2 separate regions of the Drosophila melanogaster genome follow, and region 2 is linked to region 1. The links are chromatin contacts, called in public Hi-C maps. All regions are on one chromosome and are shown on one strand. Each heading gives the region's core, a stretch centred on a gene start, on an enhancer-like site or on the middle of the called end of the contact. The rest is flanking DNA. Distances are from core to core; before and after follow the strand shown.

The links. Hi-C and Micro-C count contacts between places; a contact is called where the count stands out from the background.
Region 2: a contact with region 1 is called in a Hi-C map of the Kc167 cell line, with 1.6 times the contacts expected there. The contact joins two enhancer-like sites. A contact is called at or near these places in 11 of 107 Hi-C or Micro-C datasets (the Kc167 cell line, embryo, embryonic mesoderm and 4 more).

The regions. Positions count from the first base shown.
Region 1 is chrX:13,431,661-13,438,216 of dm6, reverse strand. No RefSeq gene overlaps it. Among named protein-coding and RNA genes, the nearest start is that of Neto, 11 kb to the left of the region's middle. Within about 2 kb of position 4,141, at least 5 of the 39 cell types and tissues checked have an H3K27ac peak or open chromatin away from gene starts, as enhancers often do.
Region 2 is chrX:13,711,320-13,717,639 of dm6, reverse strand. The region is part of intron 1 of Nadsyn (NAD synthetase); the gene reads left to right. It overlaps Nna1 (Nna1 carboxypeptidase), which reads right to left. Exons shown (of 15, transcript NM_001298298.1): 5 at 5,747-6,320; 6 at 5,270-5,543; 7 at 4,731-5,011; 8 at 4,499-4,658; 9 at 4,281-4,439; 10 at 4,148-4,216; 11 at 2,905-3,020; 12 at 2,681-2,816; 13 at 1,324-1,877; 14 at 866-1,264; 15 at 1-802. The coding sequence ends at 34. Among named protein-coding and RNA genes, the nearest start is that of Nadsyn, 3.8 kb to the left of the region's middle. Within about 2 kb of position 4,314, at least 6 of the 39 cell types and tissues checked have an H3K27ac peak or open chromatin away from gene starts, as enhancers often do.

The DNA.
Region 1 (6,556 bases), core at 2,892-5,391:
CCCATGAGCTTTACGCCCACAGGCTTTTCATGCTTTTGCGGCTACTCAAGCGGCTTTTTGCAAGCGTTGAAAATTTATGCAGAAATATTTTAATTGAATTGTCACCGCGATTTTATTGTTGCCACCGAGCGTTGCCATTTGATGTGTTTTTTGCTTGTTGTCCTTCCTGCTGCACTCAAGAAAAATATAAATAAATGCAGAACTATAGATCAACGCTTACAAATTTGGAAAAATATGTTTCGGACTTGTGAAAATTATTTTGATTCAAATACATTTCAGCATTTCAAATTCCAGCATATATACATAAATGTTTTCTTTTATGCTTTTCATTCGGAAAAACTATCTTTGTTGAGCACAGTTCTTAAATGTAATACATGGCTATTTGAGGTATGTAATTGCAATCCTTTTTCGCACAGTGCCCATTGTGACCACTGTAATCGCCATTTGTTGTTGCCACACTGACACAGCCATGTTTTAACCACTTTGTGTGAGTACTTTGCTCATTTCGCTCATTTCATTATTTTGTGAGCTTTTAACTTTAATTTAATTTTTAAACACCTTTTGTGTGTTGTATTTGATGTTTAACGTTGTCATTGTCGGCGACACTCGGCTGCTGTCAGGAGGGCTGATGAAATATTCAGGAGATTGCGGACCCATTCCGCACAAAGTCACACAGCCCCAAAGCGGCGCAGTCTGGGACATTGCCAATAATGACAGGCATGTTAATGACACCGACAATTGGCCAATTATGGCGGAATGGGAATGTGGCCAGGGCCGAAACCAGAAATTCAAACCACACAAAATAACCCACCACCCAACTTCCCACTTACCAAACTGAAAGTGGCGCCTGAGCCTCTGAGGAATGTTTTGCGGAATCCTGAATGCTTCCTGAAATTGGTTAAACTGCTGCCCATGATTTTCACTTTTCAGCTACATTTTTCAACAACAAAACCGAAATGAAGCAAAGAATGGAAAAACCTATGGCATCATTCGGCGCACAATGGCCAGAAAATCTCAATGAGCTGAGAAGAAGAGGCGGCAAAGCTGAAACCAAAACAATTTCCTCAGATGCAAATGAATATTTCAGGCGAAGCAGAACAGCAGAGGCCAAAAACACCTGCTAAACGCACGCACACGTGTGCAGTAATGTGTGCACTGAGAGAAAGAAGGCTGTTATTGAGTTTTTTTTTTTTCAATATATCTTTCCAGGCTTGAAAAAAAAAATGATATAGAAATTACTTTGGATTATGATGATATATATGATGACCGCCCACAATTGGACCAAGTTTTTTGCAGTGCATATTTTTGTGGCTGTGTAAGCACACATCCCTATATCCCTTTTTGCGAATTTCGATTACCAGACGGATATGGCGGCATTGCCATGATAAGTAAACTTTGCTCCGCTTTGCTTTCTTACTTTCCCTCACTTTCCTTAGCCGCTTTCTCCTGCGCCCCCTTTCACTTTGCCCCAACCCTCTCCTTTTCTAACTTGAGCAGTGCAGAATTCCCAGCCGCTCAGCGCTTTTCAATTACACGGAATTGCCAAAAAAAAAAAAAACGAGAAGTAAAAAGGTTTATGAATGCGCCCAGCTTATCCGATGTTATCCCAGGGTATGTGATAGGGGATTACATTTAGAATTTGCCAAATAAAACATAAATCAATTTCGAATACAACCCTTTTGCATCTAGCTCCTTACAATTTGCTATCCCATTTGAAACAAAGGAATATTTAATATTATATTAGTTTAAGCAATTTAGTTAATCTACTTGCCTACTTACTTTATGATTAAAAGCTTTATTGGATTCCCAAATAGGATACCCAAAATGTCGGTCAGTTGAAACTTTCGCATTTCTACGGGTAGTTAAACAGCATAACAAACACTCGAATTGGTAAAGCAACTCCCAGCATTTCCATATAATTGCAGTGAATTATTTTTGCTGGCGCAATATTTCTAGAAACTCTCCTCCATCCTCCGTCCCGCATGTCCTTTGTGCCACCGAATCCTGCTGTTTTTTCCGCCCAGCGTGTGCTCATCAAATCTTTGTGCTAATCTGCAGGCAGCCAGGTGGCAGGCTAAATAAACAAGCAAACAATTAAAGCGCAAATGCAAAATGCGGCAACAAAAGGAGCAGTGTGAGCCAAGCCAAATGGAAGTGCGGCAAGTGCAGTGAGCGAAAAACGTATGCTGTTTCTGATTATACAGATAATCCTGAAGAAATTAGCTTACATATATAATTTAATTTAATTTAATTAAATGCATATGATAACTACTGATTAAGCAAGCTATTGTTAAATTGAAAGTGCAAGTATTGAAGTATGCAATTGCAGTTGAAATGTTTTTTTTTTCGGTGCTGACAAAAAAGGAAAATTTAGAACGGCGGAAAATTGAGGGTTTGTGTGGAAAGGTGGGAAGTTGGGCAGGTTCGAGCGTTGTCATCATTTTGCAAGGCAGCCACAATGCGCCGCCTTAAGATGTTAACCCTTGTTTTTGCTTCAATTTCACTTGGATGAGTTTGCGGTTGACGGCAAATAAAAATAACATTCACAATAATAATAATCTCTCCCGCTCGCACACATGTGTAATTACATCGGCGGGAAAATCGTGTGGCGGCGGGAAAACTCAGTCATGCCTTTGGCTGACAATGTTTGGCGTGCTAAGCCGAGGCGAGCTGCTTGCGAAGCCTTTCGGATTATCCCTATTGCTTAGCACTTTCCCTCACACTTTCACCCACTTTCTTTGCGCGGCGGCAGCGAGTGGTTGTGTAATTAAATTTCCCTGCTGAAAGGACCCGAAAAGTTCGCTTTCATTGCGATTAAATGGCAATTGTTTTGTTTCATGCTTATGCAAAGATAACAATTAAGTGCGGAAAATCCTCGTTTGTTCATTTCATAATGGTTGACGAAAAAAGGGAAAACTCTCGTTGGCACCCCGTGGGTGAAAAAGGATATCCCCACTGTTTGTTTCAGCAAATCCATTTTATTGGGAATGGTGATGGCAGGACATGGGCACGATATTTCAAATATAATTATTTCTTTTTTCTTTACTTCATTATTTGCCAAATTGTGTTATATAATTAGAAATATAATATTGTAGTATACTTTAAGCTCTTCACTTTGTCATGCAATATTCTGCTAAAACACACTTTCCCAGCTGCAATCAGAATATTTTACGTTTATCTTTTTACAAAGACAGATTTTATGTATGTCACATAATAGTCACTACTTTAATAACAATCATAGTCATATTTTACAAAAGTACTGAAATATTTGTCCATGAAAATAAATTAACACAATGTACAACCTCACGGTTTTTATATCAAGAGAAACTCCTGACTTATTTATTTTCGTACCCAACACGCTTATTATTCTTTGGCACATATAAAGTGCTGAAATGAAGTTGCCAAATTGTTCACTTATTAATATTGACTTCGTTGTGCTTGAACAATAATTTAAAATTGTTTGCTCTTTCCGCTTGACTCCGTTGGCAAGTCCTTACCCCATCCCCTTCACTTCCGTTCCCCCAAATTCAGTGACTCATTTCCACCTCGATTCCTCATAAAACGACACACAGACAAACATTTGCAATATATGTATACATTTAAATGTGTGTATGTATGCATATATTCCAAACGGGGCCGCAAAAACTGTTAACTCCGAGCGGAACTGATGTGCTGGTGTGTGTGCGTGGGTGTATGTGTGGTGTGTGTTTGAGTTGTGTTCGTGCAATTTTAAATATTGAATCTTTGATTCAATATAATCAGACTTGTAATGGCCTTCACGCTCCGATTCGCAGTCAATGGCATAGTAACAGAAATACAAACAAACCAAGGACATGTACGTCTGTCTTTGTGCGAGTGTGCGTAGCTGCACAGAGAGAAACTAGAACACATTACTTAAGATTAAAAAGTAGCAAGCAATGCTTAGGAATCTGAAATATATTGGCTTAAGATCAAGCTAACCTAATGCCACAAAATCTATGCTTGCTATGCTCTTAACCAACTAGTTTTCTCTCAGTGTCCGTATGTGAGCATGTGTGCGTATGTGAGAATGCGCCTCGCAGTGCGTGTGTGCGTATGTGTGTGCGTTAAGTATGTGCAAACAGCTGTCGCGTGTCACCGGCTGCCGTTCGCTGAAACGGAAACGGAAATTACGTGCACGATGGCAGCAACAAACTGGAACGTGTGCAGTGCGAGAGTGGGCGGGATGTACAGCAATCGGTCGGCATCATCGGCTATTAAATGGCAACGCCAATTCATCGATGATTCGTCGATGATGCCATCTTCCCCGCACCCCCTCTAGCCATCCATGGTCCCCGTGTTCGACATGCCAAGCAGTCACCTCCAATCTCCAGTGCCTCCGGTTCCCAACTCACACCTTTTCGCCATCAGGCTTTAATTAAATCGCAAAAGACGCGCCGCACATAATGAACATCATCATTTATCGATGTGCCCAGTTGTAGAATATACACAGACCCATATACATTTGTTTATTTCCAACAGATTCACAATCCATCGCAACCACGGATCATTGTTTTAATCATAAGCCCACTGTGAATTAAATTAATTGAATTTGTTCGCTTTGTGCGAAGCATAGTTGCAAATAGAGAAGTGATTTCGAAATGTAAGGGTTTTAGGTTTCACAAAAAAAACAGTTAAGGAAACATTTTCATTTTCTATAATGATATATAATCTATAATTTCTATGTCATAAGCTTCAATTTCTTTATATGTTATGTGAAAAATAATAATGCTAATGAAACCCGATTAATTGCCTTAAATCCAACATTTCTCACGTTTAATTACATCCGCTACATCTGCTGAGCACAACTATTCAGCGCTGGCAAAAGCAAAAGGAAGTGAAGTTCTTCGGTTGCTTAAAATAATTAAAATTCCATTTAAACCTGAGCAGATTATCTCCTTCAGAAAAGAAACACCTACGAAGGGGCCAAGAACAATGGGGTAAATATTGTTATTTTGCATTATTCAGGTAATTTACGAGCACTCGCTTCCGGCAGGATCTCCAAAAGGACTTGCCGAAAGGAGCTTGGGCCGTAACTGAAACGGTTAATGTAAATGACACAGGCCAACGGGAGTTGCTCGCCGTAAGCAGGTGAACAAAAGCGAGCGGGCCGACGGGTCGTATGAGTAATTTGAAGATAGCAAGCAATTAATTTCAGCCCGACCTGAACTGAACTGAGCCGAAGTGATCTGAGTCCCGCTCCATGGCCATTTAATAGTCGCATAAAACACGCAATGCCTGCATAAAGCACCCAGGGTCAAATAGTCGACTATAAAGTACCCATTACTTGCAAGTAAATGTTCATTATTACAGCGATTAATATTACAGCTTGTATGATATTTAGTTTTTCATTTTGATTCTGCCTGCTAGTTTGTGGTTTTAAGAAATATATATCATGATGAGAGGTAACTTACCTTTTCAGTTCAAATAGTCGCTGTTATTCTCCTGCAGTTTATAGTACTATTTAAATAGGAACTACAGGATACTATCAGTTGTTTTCAATCACTCCGGGCCATTTCAATTCAAGAGCTGCAGAGGAGCGCGTTAATGCGGAAAAACAATCGAAGGAAAATAAGGGAAAATTCAGCAGCAAAAAATAAGCAGGGCAATGGCAAACGAACCGCACCCACTGCTCGGCATTAAATTCAAGGCTGAGCCACGCCCCCCGATAGTCCATTAATTTATGTATAAATTGTATTTCACGTTCGTTTTTTTTTTTTTTTTTTTTTTGCTTGATTCTCCGCACAATGGTCAACAATGGAATTTTATGCGCAGCGTGTAAATTTGATTGGAAAAACTACCGACATTTGAACAATGAAATTTGTTCGCACATTCCCCACATTAAAACAGACAAACAGCGAAATAAGCTTAATAATTCATGTTCGAGCGAGAAGCACTTAGTGTAAAATGAATTAAACAAATTGAATTGAAGTAAATTAATTGTCGCACGAATGAAATTTGCAGAACGCCATAGGGGATTACCAAAGATCCGCAAAGAATTGCAATTTAAATTCAGATTAGAGCCCACTGTCAGCGAGTTCAGTTTTATGGATTGTCTTCGGACAAACGACACCAAATAAATTGGTAAGAGCATAAGCTTCTAATAGTGTTAACAGCATCAATAAATGTTTTATCCCCATTTCGATATTGTCTTTTTTTTTTTTTTTTGGCTTCTGCGAGCTCAATGCAGGCCACTTCAATGTCTTGTAATTTATGTTTAACTTTCTGGCTCGTTTTTACTTTGCTCTTGGACATTTGCAGGTCCGTACTTCTGTCATCGTTCGTTGACCAGTTCCATTTGGTTGGCTCTTGGCCGAAACTAATTAACCGACTTGAAAAAGTAATTAAGTCATTTGTCTGCAACCCCAGACGATTTCCCATCTCTTTTCACCCGCTTTTCACTTGAGTTAATTGTGGTCCCAAAATAGGAAAATTACCAGAAGTCATTCGCAATGAAAGGCTGGGACAATCGAATACAAAAGTATTTTTAGCTCAGCTGATTAGTGGTTGCTGAATGTTTGCACATCAACTTGGAATC
Region 2 (6,320 bases), core at 3,065-5,564, 280 kb before region 1:
TCGGTGATGCACCTGGCGGAGATTCTGGGTCAATTATTTCGGTGCTCCGGTTGACAAAGTGCGGGATTTGCGCTTCTTCAGTTTGGTCTTCACCTTCCGCACCAGACTTACGGCGTCCATGGAGATTTCTGTTGCGGATTTGTTGGCCTGGACACTGGCATTGCTGCGCTGGTATTGCATTTGACCGGTGGATGAACCCAAGGCGCCATTGCTGCCCTTGGCCTGCAATCCGGCTGCATTTCTCATCCGCCTGGAGCCTCCACCGGTCATATTGGTCGGTTGCTGCACGGCGGTGATCACAAGTCCGCCGGTCTTGAATTTGTTGGGCGCACGTCCTCCGCCGTTGCCCTGCATGTTACCCATCACGCCGGCAGAGTGCATTCGAGAGCCCATTGCCCCCACTCCGCCTTGGCCCTTGAACAACAACCGCTTATGCTGGTGGTGCATATGTTGTGGTGGCTGCTGCTGCTGCTGCTGCTGTGCTGCGGATCCTCCGGCGCTGTTGCGATTCCGGGCGAATCGAGTCACCAGCTGCGTGGTCTCTGCTATCTTCATCATGCTGCTGGACTTGCGTTTCACCTTACCGCCGGATTCGGCTGCCACCAAAGCCTGAATGACTTTGGCCTGGCTGGTCGTTCCCGTTGACTTTCTGACCACGTGCATGGGCTTGAAGGGCTGCTGCTCCCGGTCCCTTGAATGTTGCGGATGATCCTCAACCTTCAGTAGGCGCTGCGCCTGTTGCGGATGGGAGCGCCGTTGCTCCTCTTGTTGCTGCCACATCATCAGCTTCTGAGAACAAGCACTGGAATATAAAAGGACGTTAGATTTAATAGAGGAATAACCAGGGAATAATCGCCCGACTTACTTGAACAGATCAACTTGCTCCAGTTTTCTGACTCTTCGTGGTGCTCCCACAAAGGCGGGTGGCACACCCATGGCGATGCCACCAGACGCAGCTGTCTGCTCCCTGCCATTGGAGGGGAACATGTTTCGGTTCTGACCACCGCCACCTCCACCCGCTCCAGCTCCAGCTCCAGCTCCTCCTCCTCCTGCAGCACCACCGCCTGCACTTCGTATGGTCGTCGTAGTGTTGGCCATTTGGGATGCTGTTATCGAGTGACCCTTGTACCAGGCCAGAGGGCGACCATCCGCATCCCCGTTCGCACCAGTCCAGACTTTCTTCTTCAGCGAAAGCTTAAGCTGCAGGTCATCGGCCGTTTGCACATTTCCATGTCTCTGGGGAATGAAGTTGCTCGGGACACTCCTTGAAAGAGGTAAACCAATCGAATTAGATTTCGCAAAATCATTCGTAAAAATACCCACCTTCTGGGGAGCGGTTTTGCCATCGTCTTTATTCCTGGCTTGGTATCGCCTATGTAAAAGTTGGCCTTGCCCTGACCACCGCCGTTGCCATTGGGAATCTCCTGCTGATCGAGATTGTGCCACGAATAGGTGCGTCTGGCGGATGTGCCAGTTCCGCCGGCCTGCCGTTGCATCATGCCAATACCCGTGTCCAATTCTGGAGCAGTTCGAGGCGTCAGCTTGTAGACATCCAGTTTTTTCCCACCGCCCGGAGTGCCGCTCTTCGAAGGTGTGGTCACAATCAGTTCCGGCGGCATGTGCGACGCCTTTGGTTTCTGCACCACCGTATCGCCAATTTCCTCGATGTACCGCCTCTGCAGATCGCTCTGGAGCAGCGTATGCCGGAGCGGAGGCACTGCACCGTAACCATTATGTCCGGACGTCGGCGAGTGCTCCTCGTCGTCGGTGGAGAAGTGCAGATCCGAGCCGGGATCCGTTGTGGGCAGGTCCAGGGTGGTGCGCACCACCTCGCCACGTTTCTTTGAAGGCTTATTCCTTACCTTAGTGCGACGCGCCTGCGTGGACTAAGCCGATTAGATGCGGGAGATTTGAGGCGAGATCGGGGAATTATTAAATTAGTTGTGCTTGTGTGCTTATAAGTATGTATCAAACATATGTTAGGTATATATATTAAACTTTTTACCGTTTTACCTTTACGATAGATACCTTCTTACGACGATAGATGTAGATGCGCCTATTGGCCAGCCACAGGCGGAAATTGCGATCAACGTGAAGTTTCTGATTGACCACCGGCTTCTTCTTCTCCGTGGGCATGAACTTCTTCTTTTTGGCCGTCTTCTTTGTGCCAGCACCACTAGTCTTCACCTTCTTTGTGACCTCTTTACTCGCTGCGGTGCTACCACTTGAACCATCCGGTTCCAGTAGCGATTCCGATTGCGATGAATCCATGCTTTCCGAACTGTCGGAACTCTGGCCTCCAGTCGGTTGATCACTATTGGATGGCAAACTTCTGGCCAATTGTCTCGGCGTATGCAATTTCTGGACATCGTTTGTCTCTACAACTGGAGCTGCCGCTTGGACGGCCGGTGCTGGCGTGGGTGTGGCAGCACTAACGGCAGGACCACCGCCTCCACGAAGGCGTTTTCCACTTGGAGCCGCCTTGACACCCATTTTCTGACGCCTCCTCTTCAAGGTCGTTAATGTTTTGAATTTGCGCTGGAACAGGGGCGTAAAATAGATCCTATCCAGCTCGTGCATCACCTTGCGCATGCGTCGCATGCGAAACTGTAGTTCGGATTGGGGTAGAAATAGGGTGCAGGTGCAGTGCAGTAAAACTAGTGGGATAAACCCCACTTACCTTGCGGATTTCGTGTATGACCTCAGGCGAACTGGGCGGTGCTCGGGTGGGAGCACAACATGGTCCCTCCAGATCGGATGTCGTTATCGAGTGTTTACCCTCATTATCCGAACTGGAGCTGCAGTTGCCCTCGTCGCTAATGATGGTTGGAATGCATATGATGGTGGTAGTAGTAGTAGTAGTAGATTAGTTAAGGTTAGTAGAGGATTGACTGATGGACCCACCTTGAGTAATCTGACAGGGGAATATTCAATGGTTCGTCGGCACTAGAGCCTTCTCGCATCAGTCTTTCGATAATTTTTGATCGTAGCCTGTCCTGTTGTTTGAGTAAATTTAAAATCTATTGTAAATGTTAATGCATTAGGATTAGTCAGAAATCATACATTTGCTAAAAAAAAAGAATAGGAAAATAAATGGTAATCAATTAAAAACAATGTAAGTGTGCGGAAAAATCAAGCGAATCACTAAAAGCATGTGTGAAAAGCAGTAAAGTCTAATGCTAAGCAAAAGTCAAAAACGTAAATCATATGAATAGATATGGTATTTATTTCAAAAAATAATATTTTCCGGTTATAATAATACGGTTACGCTTACGACTAGCAACATCGAAAGAAACGCGAATTATAGTTAGAGCGACTAGGATAAGATAAAAGACCTATTGTGCCTGGCGATGCTGTGCTGTGTGTCACTATATAGTTAGGATTGTGCGGATTCAGGTGGGTGTATGTATATATGAAATTATATATAAATAGATCTACAGAAGTAATCTAAGAACCCATTGCGTGGATAGAGATATACTAGCCACGCAACTGAGTGCTCAAAAACATTAGAAAAACTGCGATACGCGCAAATAGAGAGCATTAAAATTCATACAATTCAATGCCTCATATACATGTAATGTTAATTGGATAACATATGCATATGGTGTATATGACCAGATATACGTTTAGCTACATGTATATCTGTTATATACCTCTGGCCGACGTGTATTTGTTGTGTGTTGAATTGTATTTACGATAATGTCGATGGCTTTGGATTTGGGATTTGAATTCTGGGTCAGCACAGCAGCGCTTTAGGGACAAAACGCAGGCAGCGACGAGTTGGTAACAATAATTGCGATTACAATTACTCTATGCGATAAACGATATACGATTGACAATTGACGATTAACGATTTACGAGTATAGTTCAAGAACGATAAAAAAAAAAAGAAACGGCACAAGTCGATGTGTGGTTTTTGTTGTTTGGATTTCGAGCTGTGTGTGTCGATAGTTATATTGTGGGCTAGTATTGATGGGATAAAACCTTCCTAGGAGACACTTTTCTCCACAGAACGTTTCACTTTCAATTTGTCGTTCATTATACATCCCTGATCGGCCATTTTCTGTAATTTCAATGCTTTCTGTTCGCGTTTCTCGCGTTTTCTTATCTTTTTGATTTGTTTAAACAACTTTGCGTGCCGCTTTACTTTGTTCGGATTCTCATCGCAGTAGTCCAGAAGTGTCTCACAAAATGCTCGTCCCATGTGCTCGTAATCCTGAAAGATTCGATAATTATCTAGATAGGTATTCGAGTGTGAAGTGAATGTCTATGCAATTTACCTGCGTGTTGAAGTGCGTACCCTTGCGCGATCCCAGCGAGGAGCCGCCAAAGGAGGCTTCGATCGTATAGCTGTTGGTGATGCCCAGCATCCAGACCACGATACGTCCGGTGCCCTCCTTGCTGCGCTGAATTTTGAACTTGCAGCTCTCGAAGGAGAACTGCAATGGGTTGGGGTTAGTATATAGTATATAGTATCTGATTGCACATCATAACCCACCCGATCCGCACTGTTCTTGTGCAGCATCAGCGGAAAGACCTGCTCGGTTAACTTCTTCTCCGGGTTGCGTTTGTTCTCACAGCCATATATGAATATGTTGTGCTTGCGTGAGTGAGCGTGCATATCACAGTACATGGCCACGCCGCATTCCTCAATCAGTCTGTGATAAATAAATGATAGCAGTGAATATAGTTAACCAAAGATGGGCCTCTGTCTGCTGCTTGAAACTCACCTTCTAATCATGGCTTTGGTATACCAAATGGATGGATATGTCTCGCGTATTACCGTTCGGTACTGGCGGTTCAGGTCCTTGCCGGTCAGCGAGTTACGTGTATTGCCCACAATGACTCCGTCCGGATTTAGCATGGGCACCAATTTAAAAATGAACTTGTGCCGCAACCGCTTGGCCACTGTTGTGTCCCCGGTGATGAAGTCCATCAGACCCTTCATCATCCACGAGGCTGGCGTCTCGCTGGGATGGACACGTGCCGATACCACAATCGATTTCTTCCGCTAAATTTGTATGGAAACATTGAGAAATTTAATATACACCTTGGTAGAAGATTGTTAAACAACATATGTACATATGTAGCTCTTTGAAACATAATATCAATTGCTAATTATAACTTTAACGACCTATGCTGCTATCAACTTTTTGTTCGCATATAATGAATGAGTTTATCTAAGCACACTGCTGTTTGTGCAGGAGTTTCAAAAGTTTGTCTACAGATTAATTGCCATGAGATAGATGAGTTTGTTTGCCCAACTCACCCGCATGTTCTCCTCGTTGGATGAGGGCGCCGTCACCGTCAGATAGTAGACATTATTGCCAGCCAAGGTGCGGCAGAGCAGGCGCAGCTTGCAGAACTTTGACTTGACCGGATGGCGTTGGATCTCCATGAGGTAGTCCTGCAGGTCGCTATAGGTGTACGGATAGCTGTGCGCAAAGAACACCGTGTCGTCGTCGTGCTCGAACTCAATGGTAAAGGTCAGCGTGTATGTGGAGTTGTCCTCGTCATCCTCGTTGGCGCTACTGCTGGCACTTCTGGTGGGGAATAAGGGAATAAACCAATTGAAAATTCGGCTCAACAGTGGCCAATTTCATATGCAACCCAATTAGATTTCTCTAGAGACTTGATGTCACTTAAATAAAAAGGGTCTAATAAAATGCTAATAAATATCAAAGTATCCGAAAGTTCTACGGTATTTATGACATTTAAGACTCAATTGGGTTTAACCCATACTTACTCATCATCGTTCCGATAGTAGCAGATGTTGTCGCCGCATCTGCGCCAGCCTTCGCTCTTCTCCTTGGCGCCCAGCGTGGAGTACATGACCGGCTGCATACCATCGTTGTAAAGACTGTCCGACTTCACCAGATTGACAATGGAGAAGCGGTAGAGCATCTTGCGCCTGGTGCGTCGCACACGGAAGTAGAACCATTGCTTGGACCGGCTGGTATAGAGATCGGGTCGCAGGTAGAGCTCGTAGTAGGTGGGCGTAATTTGGACCGCCTTGGCCAGGTTGCCGCTCTCGAAGCGCGATTCAAACTCCAGTCCATCGTACTCCTCCGGATTCATGGGATGGCAATTGGTCATGAAGCGGGCACCACCGACGGCCGAACGGCTAAACTGCGCTTGGGGTAAATCGGAGCAAAGAAACGATTGCGACGAGTTGGTGGTCGTCGTCGTTTGGTTAGTACTTGTCGACGAGATTAAAGTGCCGGTCGTCTCCTGGCTGGTCATCGAATTCAGCAATATGTGCTGATCCTTACTCAGCCGGAAGACGTTATTGCGAACGGGAGAGGAGGTGCGAGTGCCCA